Linked DNA regions of Sus scrofa: region 1 is linked to region 2. Evidence: chromatin contacts called from public Hi-C data. All regions are on one chromosome and are shown on one strand. Each heading gives the region's core, a stretch centred on a gene start, on an enhancer-like site or on the middle of the called end of the contact. The rest is flanking DNA. Distances are from core to core; before and after follow the strand shown. Region 1 holds the start of ZNF624 (zinc finger protein 624). Region 2 holds the start of TVP23B (trans-golgi network vesicle protein 23 homolog B).

Region 1 (2,719 bases), core at 199-2,698, 92 kb after region 2:
ACACCACAGCCACAGCAACGCCAGATCAGAGCCACATCTGAGACCTTCACCACAGCTCAAGGCAACATCGGATCCTTAACCCATTGAGCAAGGCCAGGGATCAAATACATGTCCTCGTGGATACTAGTTGGATTCGTTTCCACTGCCCCACAACAGATCCCTCCTCAGTTTCGAATCACACGGCCTACGTGGTCTTGCTGTGTAGCTCACTGGTTCCATTAATTCTCCACTTTTTTCTCCACGTGTTTCTAGGTCACCAAATTCACTAACCTTTTCTTTTGCAGCATCTAATCTGCTCTTCATCCTAAACAGTGTATTTTCCATTTCAGATATGTTTGTTACTGCCAGGAGTTAGATTTCCCACTTGCATTTCTCCTGTGATAGTTCAAGGGTCACTGGGTTAGAGCATGCTTTAGATGGTATTCATTGGCTCTGAGAGCTCAAGAGCTCAGTTTAGCACTGAGTTCAGTTTCACTTTATGTCTCCCTGCAGATCTCCATCTCATACACAATCAGCAGCAGAGAATCCAAGGCACACAAGAAAAGAATTGGTGAGAGGAGTTCCCACTGTGGTAAAGTGGGTTAGGAATCCGACTACAAATCTCGGGTCACAGAGAGGTGGGTTCAATTCCTGGCCCCGGAACTTCCATATGCAGCAGTTTCGGCCATTAAAATGAAAAAAAAGTGGATGAGAGAGGAGAAAGCCTCATCATTGAATCATTTGACTGAATATGAAGACTATGGCCTTTTGGCATTAAAACTGAAACTGAGACAAAGGAAAACACACCTTTTAAAAAGCTAATATTGGAGTTCCCGTCGTGGCGCAGTGGTCAATGAATCCGACTAGGAACCATGACGTTGCGGGCTCGGTCCCTCGCGGTGCTCAGCAGGTTAAGGATCCGGCGTTGCCGTGAGCTGTGGTGTAGGTCGCAGACGCAGCTCGGATCCCGCGTTGCTGTGGCTCTGGCGTAGGTCGGTGACTACAGCTCTGATTCGACCCCTAGCCTGGGAACCTCCATATGCGGCAGGAAGCGGCCCTCGAAAAGGCAAAAAGACCAAAAAAAAAAAGGCTAATATTTAATGTATTATGATGATGATGAACTAAGGAAATAAGCTCAAATACCCGGAAATTATAATGAAGGCGTTACGATTTTTCCTAACGGAACCTGAATGAGAGGCCGAAGCCTGGACGTGCAGGTCCCCGCGCTTCCGGGGTTTTAATTAGTTGCAGGTGGCTCTCTGTTCTCTGAAAGTCTTTATTACTTTAGTCACACGGAAGTGCTCCGAGACAAGGCCTGTGTCATTCTTCTTTGTATGCCTAGCGCTAGTGACTGACACACAGTCGTGCCCACTCAAACCGACTGAACTTGCGAGGTCCCCCAATGTGTCTACAAACAACTCCAGCATCAACGCGGACAAAGAGGAGGTAAAAGAGCCCCGCGGAGGCGCGGAGGATTCTGGTCTCCGTAGTCCCCGCCGCTGCGCAGGCGCACTGCGCATCTGCGTCCGGCCCGCCGCCGGCGCCATTGCTGGAAGCGTTCCCGCCCTGCTCCGCGAGCGCCCTCTCCTCAGTCGCCGTCAGGTAGTTGGGGCCCCGGGCGCCGGTCCCTGTTCCCGCCGCCCCACCGTTGGCGCCGGGCACTCGGCTTCCGGCGGCGTCGGGCGGGGCCGCCCCCGGCAGGGCCCTTTTCCCAGGCGGACCCGCCCACCTCAGAGGCGAGCAGGCGGCCTCCCTCAGAGGACGGCGGCCGGGCGGCGCTGGGTGCTGGGTGCTGGGTCCGCCCGCGGGTTCGGGGCGGGGACGCGGCTGGACGGAGGTTGGAGCGGGTCCGGGTGGGCAGAGGGCGGCGAGGGAAACGGGCGGCCTGGAGGGCGAGAACCTCGGTGCTGGGCTCCGACCCGACACGGAGGGAGCTAGATTTCAATAGCCGGGACCTGACAGGTGCCCCTTCCTCGGCCTTCGGCGACGGAGCCTCTTTTCCCGCCGGCTCAGCTTCCCGACGCAGCGGGCGTCACTAACTGCAGTCACCGTGCTGTACATCACATCCCCAAGACTGATCTTTTTTTTTCCCCTGGCTGCCCCCGGCGTGCGAAAGTTCCCCAGGGCAGGGATTGAACCCTCGCCACAGCGGTCACCAGAGCCACAGCAGTGACAACACGGGCTGCTTAAGCCGCTGAGCCATCAGGGACTCCCTGACTTATTGCAAAAGGGAGAGTTTGTACCTTTGGACGACCTTCACCCTTTTCGCCACCGCTAGGCCCCCATCCCCAACCCCCCAACCCAATCACTAATCTGTTCTCTGTGAGTCTGGTAGGGTGTTTTGTTTGGAGATTCCCACATGTAAGTGAGATCTGTGGTATTTGTCTTTCTCTGACTTGTTTCACCTAACATTGCCTTTAAAGTCCACCCTTGTCACAAATGGCAGGATTTCCTCCCTTTTTGTGGCTTCTTTTCCGTGAAAGGCATACATCACGTCTTCTGCATTCATGCATCATTGGACACCTGGATTGTTTCCATGTCTTGGCTGCTGTAAACAATGCTGCACTGAACATGGGCGTGCAGATATGTTTTGGAGTTAGTGTTTTCTTTTCCTCTGATAAATACCCAGAAGTGGAATTACTGGAAAATATGGTCATTATAGTTTTAAGTTTTGAAGTAACCTCCATACTGTTTTTCACAGTGTCTGCACCAGTTCACATTCTCACCAGGGTTGCAGGTG
Region 2 (2,837 bases), core at 178-2,677:
GCTGGGCCTCCAGCTGCCTCTGGTCCCTGACTGCAGGTGTCTTCAAAGGCACAGATGGGGGGGGGGGGAACACGACGACGACACTACACAGCATCAATGTGGGGAAAACCCAGTCAATGAAGGAGCAGAGGAGGAGGTGAAGCTCGAAAGGTAAAATGGATTCAGATCTATGAAACCAACGGCCTCCACCTTCTTGGCTACAGGCTGGAAAGCTCTGGGGCATCTCAAGCAAAAGAGGTCGGAAACCAGGGCCCCGTAGAGGGCTCAGCCTAAGACTGCAGCACAGACGTGTAACTGGCTAGGACAAAGGCAGGTGTGCTGGTTTCCTTCTCTCAGAGAAACAAGACGCGAGGCTTCAGCTGAGAGACGACAGGAAGGAATGCTGAAGGTTTGGGAGAGACCTTTTGGAGAGGAGCCTGAGTGGGAGCCACGGGGCTGTGGACGTGCGGCGGTGACCGCCTGGTGACACTAAGGGGTCACTTGAGGTGCCTGGTCACGAACTTAAGTCTGTCCGAGGGTACCGTGTGTGTTGCTCCAGCCTCCGCCAGCCTGGGCGCGGGGTCAGACCATCGCGGGGTTTTCTCCACTCGAGTCACCGGCTGGGAGTGGTCCTTCCCGACCCTAGATCCCAAGGTCGTCCTACTCTACTCTCCACCTCACCCTGTCTTTGCCATCACATCTGAAAACACCTTAGTTACGGACCTCGTCTCGTCTCCCCACCCCGACCCCTGGACAAGCCCCCATCTCCAGTTCAGGGCCGGAAACCGTCTGGATGGCTCACGGCCTCTCCCCGGGGTCTAGGGCAGCGCCTGGGCCACAGTCACCCCTAAATAAGAAAACATACCTAAGATACGCTAGGTTAAAGTGCACCACAAACAGTATTTTCCTAAAGAGGAAGAGAGCGGTCAACTACTCTCACCAGCCTCTGGTCGTCAACGTGAGGCCTGCGACTCACTCCGAGGGGCAGACGTGGTCACGGAAGAGGACCAACCCTCCGCCACCTCCCCAGCCGCTCCGACCGCTTCGGCGCGGATGCGAGGCCGGGGGTCTCGGCCCCAGGTCAGGGCGGCGGGGACACAGAGCGTCTCCCGGCTGCCGGGGAGCGAGCCCGCCCCCGCTCACGCCCGTCCCGCCCCGAGCTCCCGCAGCGGCCCGGACGCTCCGCTCGCGCCCCCGGCCCCGGTCCCGGCCCCCGCCGCCCACCCTGCTCCTCCTCGGGCTCGGGCAGCGGCCCGGACGCTCCGCTCGCGCCCCCGTCCCCGTTCCCGGCCCCCGCCGCCCACCCTGCTCCTCCTCGGGCTCGGGCAGCAGCCCGGACGCTCCGCTCGCGCCCCGGGACGCGCAGGCCCTGCCCCGCCGCCGTCGCCCTCTCAGCGCCCCCACAGCCCCCTACCTGCTGCAACATGGCGGCCCCGCGCCAGCCCACTTCCGGGAGCCACGTCAGCGCCGCAGCCGCGGGGCGGGGACCGGAACCGACGCGACGGGGTCACCGCGGGCCTGGAGGAGCCGGGGTAACAGCGGCAACCAGGCCCCATTTCCGCTTCCAGGACCTCATGGGAGGAGCAGGAGTGGGCGGGGCTACTCGGAGTGGGCGGGGCGGTAGAAAGTGGGCGGGGCGAGCAGCTATGACTCAGGCTGTGGCGTGGGCGGATCCAAGCAGGAGTGGAAGAGTAAAGGATGCTCCTTTTCTGGGAACGCTTCTTGGTCTGTCTCCAAGAGGTGTTGCTGCTACCTACGTCCGCCTGTGTGAATATCCTGAGGGCGGGGGTCCGGGACAGGGACTTGATTATTCCATAGTTTTCGTTTTGTTTGAATGTTTGACGACGACGTGTAATCGTGGTACAGTATTACTTTGCTACCTTAAATATTGGAAGCAACTGAAAACATAAATGTGCTCCTGGGAAGGAGTAAAAAGAACAAGGCAGGAGGACTGTAAACACGGAGGGTCTTATTAAGGGAGGGAAACTCCCTGGGAAACAGTAAGGGGAGAGAGGCTGAGAGCGTGGGCCCTGGAGTCGGAACCCCTGGGTGATCCCAGCTTCTCTCCACTTGCCAATTATCTACCCAACCTCTCTGTGCGTCCTTCCTTAGTGGTTAGGTGAGGATGATAATGGTATCCCTACAGGGTACGTTCCCGCTAGGTAGAAGGTGCTATTAATTAATGTTTTAGGATTAATGGTGCGAAGCTGCAGGTGAAGGACCTGAAAATCTGGGACTTTGCAGTCATCTTTGAAATAGCGATTATAACAATATCCTGTCTGCCCCGCCTACAGCAAACTGCTGTTGGAAGGCTCATGGAATAATGTGGAGAATCATGATTCCTTAATTAGGGGGATTCAAATCACAACGTTACATGGCTCTTTGCCAGTGCTACTTTAATCCTGATACTCTAACAATGGAGAAAAAGTTCTCGGAAGAGAGAAAGCTTGGCAAACAATGGTACTCCTGCACTTGGAGATGAAAGCAGAAGCTGTGCAAAGGGGGCCTGTGAGCAGGTCTGCCCATTCCTGGGTTTTGTGGCGCACTTAGCGTGTGGGTTGTGGGGTTGTGTGAGGTTGGTTCTTTGTTTTGTTCTGCATTGTTTGGTTTACATCCTTTGGCCATGCTGAGCCCTTTGGATGAGGCTCGAGCCCCTGTGCTGGGCTGCACTGCTCTAAATTACCTGCCTGGCCCCTGATAGCAACCTCAGCAGGTTTAAGTAGCAACTGGAACACACTTGATACTAATGTAGAAAGGATGGCTGTGCTTAATCCTCTCCAGAGGAGTTAGCCCTGGGAAGGAAGGATGCAACAAAACAGGATCCGAGCCCTGTCTGCGACCTACACCACAGCTCATGG

The links. A called contact is a pair of places that touch in the nucleus more often than the background predicts.
Region 1: a contact with region 2 is called in a Hi-C map of liver, with 2.5 times the contacts expected there. The contact joins the promoter of ZNF624 here to the promoter of TVP23B in region 2. A contact is called at or near these places in 4 of 47 Hi-C or Micro-C datasets (embryonic fibroblasts, fibroblasts, heart right ventricle and 1 more).

The regions. Positions count from the first base shown.
Region 1 is chr12:58,985,000-58,987,718 of Sscrofa11.1, forward strand. It overlaps ZNF624 (zinc finger protein 624), which reads left to right and starts at 1,449. Exons shown (of 6, transcript XM_005653995.3): 1 at 1,449-1,581.
Region 2 is chr12:58,892,613-58,895,449 of Sscrofa11.1, forward strand. It overlaps TVP23B (trans-golgi network vesicle protein 23 homolog B), which reads right to left and starts at 1,428. Exons shown (of 7, transcript NM_001281832.1): 1 at 1,394-1,428. The coding sequence starts at 1,405.